Regions from separate parts of the Gossypium hirsutum genome. Here region 1 is linked to region 2. A link is a contact called in public Hi-C data. All regions are on one chromosome and are shown on one strand. The core of a region is the stretch at or near the end of the contact, and the rest is flanking DNA. Distances in the headings are between cores, read along the strand shown.

Evidence for each region. Hi-C and Micro-C count contacts between places; a contact is called where the count stands out from the background.
Region 1: a contact with region 2 is called in a Hi-C map of leaf, with 2.3 times the contacts expected there. The contact joins two enhancer-like sites. A contact is called at or near these places in 2 of 34 Hi-C or Micro-C datasets (hypocotyl and leaf).

Annotation. Positions count from the first base shown.
Region 1 is chrA09:51,667,363-51,672,591 of Gossypium_hirsutum_v2.1, reverse strand. LOC107888869 (a long non-coding RNA gene) reads left to right here. Exons shown (of 2, transcript XR_001681528.2): 2 at 1-1,425. Among protein-coding and RNA genes, the nearest start is that of LOC107888869, 3.8 kb to the left of the region's middle. Within about 2 kb of position 2,966, at least 3 of the 9 cell types and tissues checked have an H3K27ac peak or open chromatin away from gene starts, as enhancers often do. A contact at or near this core is called in hypocotyl and leaf, where this site is marked.
Region 2 is chrA09:51,594,845-51,600,577 of Gossypium_hirsutum_v2.1, reverse strand. No RefSeq gene overlaps it. Among protein-coding and RNA genes, the nearest start is that of LOC121206789, 11 kb to the left of the region's middle. Within about 2 kb of position 1,832, at least 9 of the 9 cell types and tissues checked have an H3K27ac peak or open chromatin away from gene starts, as enhancers often do. A contact at or near this core is called in hypocotyl and leaf, where this site is marked.

The sequences.
Region 1 (5,229 bases), core at 1,717-4,216, 71 kb before region 2:
TAATATTGCTTTTGAAGAATTAACTTTCATTTTAAGTTTTAGTATGTGTAACATTTTTTTAAGTGGTGATAAAATTTACTTGTAGACCTCAAGTAGCAATAGCATGTGTAATGATGTTGTGTCACCGGTTTTACATGCGCCAATCCATGCAAAGAAGGATTGACAGGTATATGCTTTAATTGTATTCCCCTGTTTTAATGCGTACTTGCATCTTTCTCAGTCTAAATATGGAACCATGTATTAATGGAAATGAGTGCTAATAGGGAAAAGATGCAATGATATGTACTTTTCACGAGGCCAGTTATCTGCATTCTTTGGAAGCAGAAATCACTAAATTCATATAAGAAATAAACGATTATACTTATAATATCATCACACGCTATTGTTTATTTTTGGATATTTAGTAGTTTTTGTTTAAAGAGAAAGTGTATATTTAGTTGTTCAAATCTAGAGGCTTGGTTTTCTCTTTTCTGAACATATCGGTGAAATTTGCAAACCATTGCAACTGTAAGCACATCTCTTTCATGCAAAATAGAGAGGCTAAACCTGCTCTTTGTTATCTATTTCAACTGTAAACCAACTTTACCTGTGGTTCATTTGTTTTTAAGATGTTATCTAGTGTTTGTAAATTCATTTTATTGCTTGGGATGTTGATCGTGTTTATATCGTTGTTTTAAACATTCTAACCATAGATGATGATTTCTTCTTAGATAGGCTAAACCTGCTCTTTGTTAATTGAACAACTTAATTGCATTTCTTCTTATTCAAATTTCTCTCATAATTGAAATCATGCAATTTAACTATTGTTTTTTCATTAGTGTAGTTGGTTCACTTTCAATTTATTAGACCCTTTTGTTTCTTGTGAAGATAGGTTGCCTTTGTAAAACTTACGAATTTCTTAATGCTTTTTCACCTTGCCTTGCTGAGTACCTTATCAATCCACCTTGGTTACAAGCTGAAGCAGGCACTTGATACCAATCAACAGTATAGCATCTTTTCCGCGATAGTTTGTATTGAATACATACCTGCTTCTGAATTTAGCTTGTTACAGGGATTGGATCTTCTAATAGGAGGAGATCATCAAGTTGTCATTCACACTCAAACATGTATTCATTTACTCAAGAAGATGATGGGTGTTTCAACTACATTTCAAGTGAGGCTGCTAATGTATAAACAATTTTGTTACCTTTCACCTTTCAATGCTTTAGTTTGGATCTTTGGAGTAAGGTGACAAAAGGGAAGAAAAGCAAGATGATATATTAACTTTTTGTATGGGTAAATGGGTGTGGTGGTGGAGTAATATAACTTTTTTGTATGTAATTACAGGATGATATATTGACATGAAGTATATCATATTAATATTGTCACTTTTTGTATATGTGTAAATGAGTTTTCTACTGTAATTGGACTCTTGAAAGTTGATCATGGTTTGTTATGTTATTTAGATGCTGAGATGATGGTTGGATTATGTTGGTACTATTTATTTAACAATATTTGTATTTTCATAGTAGTACTCTTTAACAATGTTAGTAAACAAAATAACTAAAACAAAAAAAAAAAACAAAAAAAAGGCAATTTTGATGCAAAAGCTTTATAGATCTAAACTTTTTGAAGGTTTTTAGGAAAATCAAAATGGAAAATATGAAAGAGGAGATCAAGAAAAACCCTTGGTAAAATTTAGGTAAATTCATGTTGGTGGTTGACGGTGACGAAAGGCAACAACGAGGACGGTGGTTTGTTGGAGAGAAAGATACGATGAAATGGGGGAGAGAGAGAGGACCAACAAAGATGAGGGAAATAAAAAAAAAATCTTTTAATATAATTTAATATAAAAAATAAAAAATTTAATATAAAATATTATTTCCAAATTTTAGAAAATATAAAAATAAAATATTTTAAATATTTTATTATAATTTAATATAAAAATATTTATATTAAAAATATTATTAAATTATATTTAATAAGAATCCTATTAAAGTTTAATATAACAATAATAATTATTATCAACTTAAAAAAATTCTGTTAAGGGTACTCCGGTCATTTCAATTTTTTCCTTTGTGCTATTACAATATTTGTTCTATTCAATCAAATGCAATAACACTATTACAGTTATATTTCATTCCATTCAATCAAACAATTAAATTACTAATTATAATTTTATTTTATTATAGTTCTATTCCATTACAACTTCATTACATTATAACTCTATTCCATTTCAATAAACCAAACATGACAAAAAATTAAGGTAGTAGAGGAAGAGAATTCGGGCTGAACAACTATAAATAATTTGTGCAACATTTTTTCTTTTTCTTTTTCATTTTTGAAGATTTTATAAAATTTTTAAAAAAATCAATTCACCCTCTTGATATTTTCAGGCCAAACAATTATTTATTTTTTAAATATGTTAATTAAAGCTAAATTGAATTGAAAAAGATATTAAACATAAATGATATTGAAAATTGATGAGATGGCACAATTTCACAGCCTAAAACTTAAATACTTTTAGGATCATATCAATTATTCTCGACAAATATTTTTAATTTATGAAAATATAAAATTATCTAAATTCATTTAAATTCATCAAAATTTAAAGTGATTCGAATTTAAAATAATTTATATTCAAAATAACTTAAAGAGTGAAATTATCTAAAATTATTTCAATCCAAAAATACCTAAATCTGAATTTAATAAATCCTACACCATCAAATTCTCCAAATAATATGAATGCAAAAAAAACATTAACCTAAAATAATTAATTAAAAAATAGTCTAATCAAAACCTACCCAATCAAGTCCGTTTGCGACCATTAGGCAGTGCCCAGTGATTGTCTGGATCTAAATTTGTTTGTGAGTAATTATTTATTTAGTTAATAAACAAATGGAGTTATTTTGTGGCCACGGTCCATGGACGCAAGCAATGTGGCCCAATTAAGTACGTGTAAGCCATATTCGCTGTTACGGAATAATCAGTAGTGGACCAACATTTTAGGAGGTTGCACTTGCGGCGCCTAATACCCGAGAATGGCTAGTGGGGCCTCAACTGGCCATTTTGACTTGTAAAAGAAAAATAAAAAATTTCAAGTTATTTTTCTTTTTCTAATTTTTACATTATTCTAATTTATATTATTTCAAATTTTCTTTTGAGGAACATAAACATCAGAGAAAAAAAATCCAAACTTTTAAGCACATAGCTCATACAATCTCGAACTACCTCGTCACCCTATCTTATTCGAACCAGGCAAAATCCACATTGCACTTTAGCATGCCAACAGTCAAAGGTTCCCAACCAGCCCTTCCCCCAACTCGCGACACTCCTGCCCGATCACCACCTTCACTAGTCACAACAAACACTCCCAACGACTGAAGCCAACAAAGTCGGAAATCATCAGCAGCTCGAACAATCGAGGCCATTCCAACATCCTTCCCTTTCCAAACCAAATAATTACGGTCGGACCATACAATCCAAAACAACACCAACACACAATGTAATTTGTTCAGAAGCTACCGAATCAGAAAGTCTACTACATAACTTAGCAACCGTCGTTTGACCAAAAGAAAAACTAGTAGCACTCAAAACAGCTTGCGCATACGGACAATACAGTAAAACATGATCCATACACTCTGCCTTACCATAACGGCTACACGAGGGGGACAACGGGGAACCCTTCTCATTCAAGCGAATCCGAGTCGATAAAAAGTGCCAAATACAACACCAAACAAAATCCTTTACCTTCAACGGGAGTTTACAATGCCATAACTTAGCCCAAACAATGTTCTCATCAAATAAAGCCTGATCCAATCGCATGTTAATTGCAACTCGGTATGCCAACCTCACACTATACCTTCTATTCGTACTAAACTGCCAAACTAGTTGATCCATCGTCGGAGTGTAACTAACTGGTATGCTAAGAACGTACGTAGTGCGTCATGTGGAGCCAAAATCCCTTCAACCAAGTCTCTGTTCCATGCACAATCATCAACTCTCAATAAACCAACGAACCTCAAATCTTTGGAACCTGCTAATGGAAGTGACTCAACATAGGAATCCATATCATCAACTAGCCATGGATCATGGAATATAACTATATCGCAACCATTCCCAACTTGCCACCGCATGACGTGAGAAATCACTTGTTTCGATGCCAAAATGCTTTACCACACAAATGAGAGATTACCACTCTCAGAAGCATCAAGAAAAGACCCGTCTAGGAAATATTTTTCTTTGAAGAAATGACAGGCAAAATAAGACAAATCCAAAAAAACAAAAAATCCCTTCAACCAAGTCTCTGTTCCATGCACAACCATCAACACTAAATAAACCAACGAACCTCAAATCTTTGGAACCTGCTAATGGAAGTGACTCAACATAGGAATCCATATCATCAACTAGCCTGTGTAATTGTTTTAAGAACTATTTAAACAATAATTTGTTCTTCCGATTCAGCAAACCACTACTTGATAGGGTTACTATACAAGTTTAAACTATATAAAATACATTTTTTCAAGTTTAAACCACCAATACATTTAGGGTTAGTACACTGAAAATGGCATTTAAAAAATTTAATAGCATTTATCATTATGATCAAAAAGTATTTTTGAGAAGATAACGTATTCATTTTAAATATGAAATTGTAAAGTAGAATGTTTAATAGGAGATAAAAAAATGGTTTTATTGGAAAACACTTTTTCAAAAAAAAAAACCTAAAAAAATCACCTTTTTAACATAAATAAAATCTAAATTTAAAATCAAATTTTGATTTAAAAAATTCTTTGTTTACCATTTTTTTATTTGGAATAATGGTTTGAGTTGAAAAGTTCCTTATAAATATAGTTCTATTTTACATTTTCGTATAAAATACATATATCATCATATTTATTCACAATGAAATTAATTTCATTTATTTACATTTAAATGTATACGACAAAATTAAAATTAAAATTTTATGTCTATAGATGAATTAGAATCAAAATTTTATAGGTATAATTGCACGAAATTAAAATTCACTTATCACATAACACTTTAAAAATTAACTATATTTAGATATACTAGACAATAAAATTTTTAACTTCACAAATAAAATTAAAAAATCGTGATACATGTTATCTACATATTTTTATTTTTTAAAATACTAATTAAAGACATATCACAACTTCCTAACTAATTTATGAAATTATAAACTCTACCGCTCAATTTTCTTAATAATTACCCTTAATATGTATATAATTTTTA
Region 2 (5,733 bases), core at 583-3,082:
CGACTCTGGAGATCCATAAAATCCTGTCATCCTCAAGTTGTTATCATCATTCGTCCCTCGTATAGCAACATCAGCATGATTTTTTGAAAAACTTCTTAAGTGTAGTTCCAACTCAGCTTTCCAACCTAAACAAAGTCCTCCACTCGTACCCTCCACAGGAACATCAATACCATACACAAAACCCCCTATTCTGTACACAATTTCTATTTTTCCCAAATCCAACTGTCTTCATGAATAAGGCAACTTGGGGTTTATGAAGCTTCAACATTTGTTGTAGTCTCCTTGTTGCTCATGGAATCCCCAATCCACAAACATTCCAATACAAGAGCTTTATTGTTGCCAGTCAACTTGCCCCTTAGTGGTTGCCGATAAAATTGCTTGGTAAGCCTGTAGACGCTTACCCCTTTTCTCTTCAGAATCTAAGATCTCAAGAAATCTCTCAAAGAAAACATTCATTCTTTGTCATTTTTTTTCCATCCATCTCTCCAATCAAATCATTCTCCAAGTCATGTAACATCAGACCTGAAACCAATCTCGAAGGAGTACTCTCTTCCTGTCCAAAACCAACCATCAATTTTCCATCAAGATTAACCCCCAAAACACGATTTATACTATTTAGTGCATCAGAACCCCCAGTCTCTATGCGACTATTCCTTAACCAAACACTTTCAGTTGCTGCTGCAAGTCGTGCTGGAGGAGCTCTTAAAAACAATCATTATGACCCAAACACCACACAAGAAACAAAACATAGTAAGGCTTTCATATCTAAACCGAGCGTAGGAAAAAAAATTGGGAGACACTTAGATTTTTTTCCTCCTTCGTAATGGAGATCTGACACCAAGCAGCTCCCTAATATGCATAAAAAACTGATTGCCTCAACTTAGTTGTTGCCAATCATATTCCTCAAAGACCCCAATAAAGTTTCCCAACTATTTTACAACTGTCTTCGAATAAAACCCAGAGGGCAAATCATGGACTTGTACCCAGAAATGAGTGAAAAACAGAGGAACCAACATCAGGTCCTCCATCTCCTTCAACCTATGAAAACTCAGCAAATGATTATTGGAAGTCCAAGGCGCTCCTCTCATCACCTATTCAAGATCCACCTCATGAAAAAAATGAAATAAAAAGTCTTTTTCCCTTCAGATCTAAGATCTCAATTCCTCTTACAGGGTGCCCGAGATTTGCCAGAGTCTTTCGCATAGCCTGAAATTGAACCACGCTTGCAGTGAGAAAACATCCCACTAAACACATATCATACTGCGTATTTTTTCCTTTAGAAATTCCCCAAAATTGTAATACTTTCTCTTCCATCCCATCCGAAATATGCAACCTGCCTAGCTCCGTTTCCATCCTCAGACAAAACAAGACGAACAGGCTCGAAAAGAAACAAATAAACCCCTAGATCTATGAACGTAATTTAAAAACCCAAAAGCAAAAAAATAAAACTCTATTTTAGAGACGTGCAAAAGAGCAGACAATTTTTCCTTTTTGTTTGTTTGTTCGTTTGTTTTTTTTTTATTTGGTTTGTTAAAGCATAATTTTAATAGCCAAAGTCAAATTCTATATGCAATGAGGGTAAAGATCATTAAGGAATTAGCTTGAGATTCCTATCTATATCCAATAATTGGTTGATCTCTTTTTTGACATAGAATTCTTTCGTGATCCCTAACATAGAAAAATGTAGATAATTTTATGAAATTAGACATTAATGATAAAAAAATTATTCTTATTCCATAGAATGAGAGGTCTTGGTGGTGCAAGTGGGGTCTTTTGTAGAACAACAAATAGCAGGCCAATTGGGAATTTGAAATGGATATTTCCATAATGCACCATCTCTTACGGTAGTTTTCAAGTTAGGTACACAAATACGTCAAACAAGAAATGAATATGTGTGTGTGAATCTGTCAATTTCCCTTCAAACCCAAAATACTTTTGAATTTTGATATTTAATAAGAAGAAAAGAAGTCTTAATCGTTGGTACAATTGGTTGTGCTTTAACCTTTTTTTCATGGGTAGGATTGATTTTTTTTTTCTCATTAGAATCCCCTTCCGTTTGTTAGGATTCCTGCAGTATATTTGCAAACATCAGCCAAAGATTTTCTTCGGGTTCTCCACCAAGTCATAATCATTCTCCTTGTTTCATCTCTTGGGTAGGATGGTTGGCTGGTACGAATAAAATTTAATGAAAAATAATAGCTTTAATTGTCCAATTAAAACTAAGGATTATTATATGGAATACTAAGTTTGAAAAAGTAACATATGTCTTATTTATTTATTTTAAACATCAATTAATAGTTCATGATTATAGTTGTTTAAATCTTAGTGGTTGGATTAGGAATTAATTGGTATATTAGCTCATATAAAGGGGTTGAACTATTTGAAATATAGATCGCTCTAAATTGATTGAATGAAGATAAAAATTGGTTGAACTAACAACTAAATCAACTAATCTCGTCTTTAAAATTTTCAATAAAATTTTTTATTTTTTTAAATTTTATGATTTTAAATAATTTATTTAATTGAAACATGATCAACGATCAAATCGATTAGATTGAGAACTAATGACTTGACCAATTGAACCATTACTCTAATTCCAAAAACTATATACATAGCAACTTTTTAACTTCACTTATAAAATTAAAAAAATATCACTGAATCAAAAAATCATCCTAAAATTTCTAAAACTAATGGTGGATATGGAAAGATAATAAAATACTGGTGATGCGAGGTAAAAATAGAAACGAGTATAAAAAAATATTAATTTAAAAAGTTACGATATATTATTTATAAACTTTTTAGTAACATTTAACATCTATATTTAATTAAAAATATTGTTTTACACATTTATTTGAATATTTTAATTTATTAACCAACTTTTTTTAAAAAAATACAAAAACTAATTCTTAAATAATATAAATATATCTATTAAATCAATAAATAATTTTTTATAAAAAATTAGAAGTCATTAAATTAAAAATTAAAAATAAATAAAATATAAAAATAGATAATTGACCAAATTAAGTAATTTAAAATTTTAATTAAAAAACTAGTTAAAATGGAAAGGCTAAATGCTCTTAGGGCCCAATATTTCACAAGTTGCTTACATAAGGGTCAAACTTTTCAAAATATTCATATCAGCCAAGTTTTTAGTAAAAATTAGGTAAATGCTGACATGTTTAGAATAAAATACATGATCGCTTAATCAAATATTACTTCAAAAGAAAAAAAAAACAATAAACATAATTTGAAACATGATATATGGCATTTGAGAATGCCTTATTTGAAAACTTTCAACAAGGTTTGGCCCTTATTTGACCATTTTTAAATGTTTGGCCTTCATTTCAGCACATTTGTAAAATTGAGGCCCTTATATAACTATTTAAAAAGATTTGACCATTGTCACATCCCAAAAACCGGGTTAGAAGAAATCAGGTTAGTGAAACCAATAGTGGTTACGTCCTGCTTTTTGAGTTAAGATTGTGGAATATTTTGTAAAATAATTTAATTTGGCTCAATGGTTGAGTGTTGTGACTGTGTGTGTGAGGTTCTGGGTTTGAGTCTTTCCTTTAAAATTTTGTTAATTTTTGGTTCTATCCCTATTTTAGATCATTTGACTTAAATCTTATTTCTGTATAAGTTATAACAAAATGAGCTTGTTGGTTTAGTGCTATGATAATAACTTATCTTTAAGTCTTGTGTTTGAATCCTGTGTTGCGCAAATTTGGAATATTTTTGCTCTAGCTTTTGTTGGGAAGTAGAGTTCAATTAAAACTCTATAAGATCTGGTGGTTAAAATCCTTAGTTATTTTATTTTAAATTTTTTCCCAAATCCCTACTTTTTCTCACCCATTAACCGTCCACTTCTTTTTGCTTTTCACGTTCCTTTCTTTTCCCTTTTTTCTTTCACAATCTCCTTTGCTTAGTTTTCTTTTTTCTTTTTTTGTGGGTTTTGTTTCCAATTTTTGGTTCTGACGCATCTAAAGTTTACATTCTGTTGTGAACCTGCAGACTTAGGATCGGACGACGTGTGGTAGCTTCAATTGGTTACTAGCTTAATACATTTCAGGTGAACTACAGACTTAGGATCAGACGGCATGTTGTAGCTTCAATTGGTTACTAGCTAAATATATATGTTGGGTTATGTTTTAATTATTTTTGGATTGTAAATCTGTTTTGGGCTTTGCTCTTTGGTTTTTACGCTATTTGCTGGATTTTGGCATGTTAACGTTAAACTGCAAAACCGTATGATTTACCAAACTAAAATTCAGTTTTCAAAATTAAAAACCTGAAAATTTCTGCTGGAAAGATTAAGTAATCAGTTAAATGTTTTTCTATAAATAATTAAATGGTTTTTAATGAATGTTTGCCTTAGTTTTGGAAATGATATGCCAAAATTTTTATTAAAAAATACACGAGTTCGAATTTAAATTCTGGGTTTGAAATAAGTGTTTTCGGACTTTAGTTTTTTAGAGTTCTTCCAAATTTTGTGTTTTTCGAAACGTACACTAAGTATGACTAAATCAAAAGTTTTTGAACGGGTTAATGTAATTTCTCAAAATCCTATCATAACGTCTAAGCCTAGTTTAGGGAGTTACAACCCTTATATATAAGTAACCCCGAGTGTCACGGGGATAGACCTTTCGTCTCGTAATCTGTGCGGCCTTAGGCAATTTACACGTCCAAACTCGCCCAAGTCAGCCTTTACGCCGAAAAATGAGGATTCTTTAAGAACTCCTCCCAAGACACCAATTTGTATAGCGGAAGCGTTTGTGCCAAAAGAAGCTAAACGTAAGCAAAAGAAAGCCAAAGAAAGAATGCACACAAGGTGTTTGAGTAAATGCCCAAGAATTCTATTACTCTTAAGAATTCAACATACAATGGATGGTTTACAAATAAGGGGGAGGCTCTCTATTTATAGTTGAGCTCTCCCAGATCCGACGGTCAAGATACATTTACATCGATGGATGAGATTAACAATATCCCATAATTTAAGGGATTTACAAGATTTGTCTTATCAAATCTAATCTAATCTTTACAAGATATGATTCCCTTTATCTTTTAAGATTAGTTACCCAAAATAGCCTAAGTTGCCATATCTTCGCTATCGGGCCATCCAGGCTTCAATCTGACAGGCTTCTCCAACAATTCTTGGAATCGAGCCAGCTCTTGTGGGCTAAATGATCCCTATCTAATTGATCGACCTCCATGGGACGCCTCTTGTGCCCATGGTCACGGGCTAAGAATTTAGGACCGTAACATTCTTCCCCACACATTCACACAACACCCTCGTTGCGACTTCTGAATGACGCTGGCTTGATTCATCTCAGATCTCTCTCGTTGCCTTGGCCTCTTCCCGACTTGCCTTGCAATCGGGTTGTCCCTTTCTTTGGAACCTATGCCTCGGCTTTCGTCGCCTCTTAACTTGAACCATTGCACTCGTTGGTACATCTTGTTGGAAAGAAGTCTCCACTTTAACTTGCCCAAATTCTGACTTGGCCCCATTGGAATCCCCTCGATTCTCATACCTTGGCTTCGTTCCGCCCATAGTCCCTCGGCCTCCTTGCTTATGAACTTTGAAAGGGCCCCTACGATCTTGCCAAGCCAACAAGTCAGAATTCAAAACACTATCAGAGTGTTTGCAATGTACCTTACTCACGGCATTTACTCGTCTCGACTGCTTTCACATTACTTCTTTCTCCTTGAAGTTTGATGCACGATCCACCTTCCCCA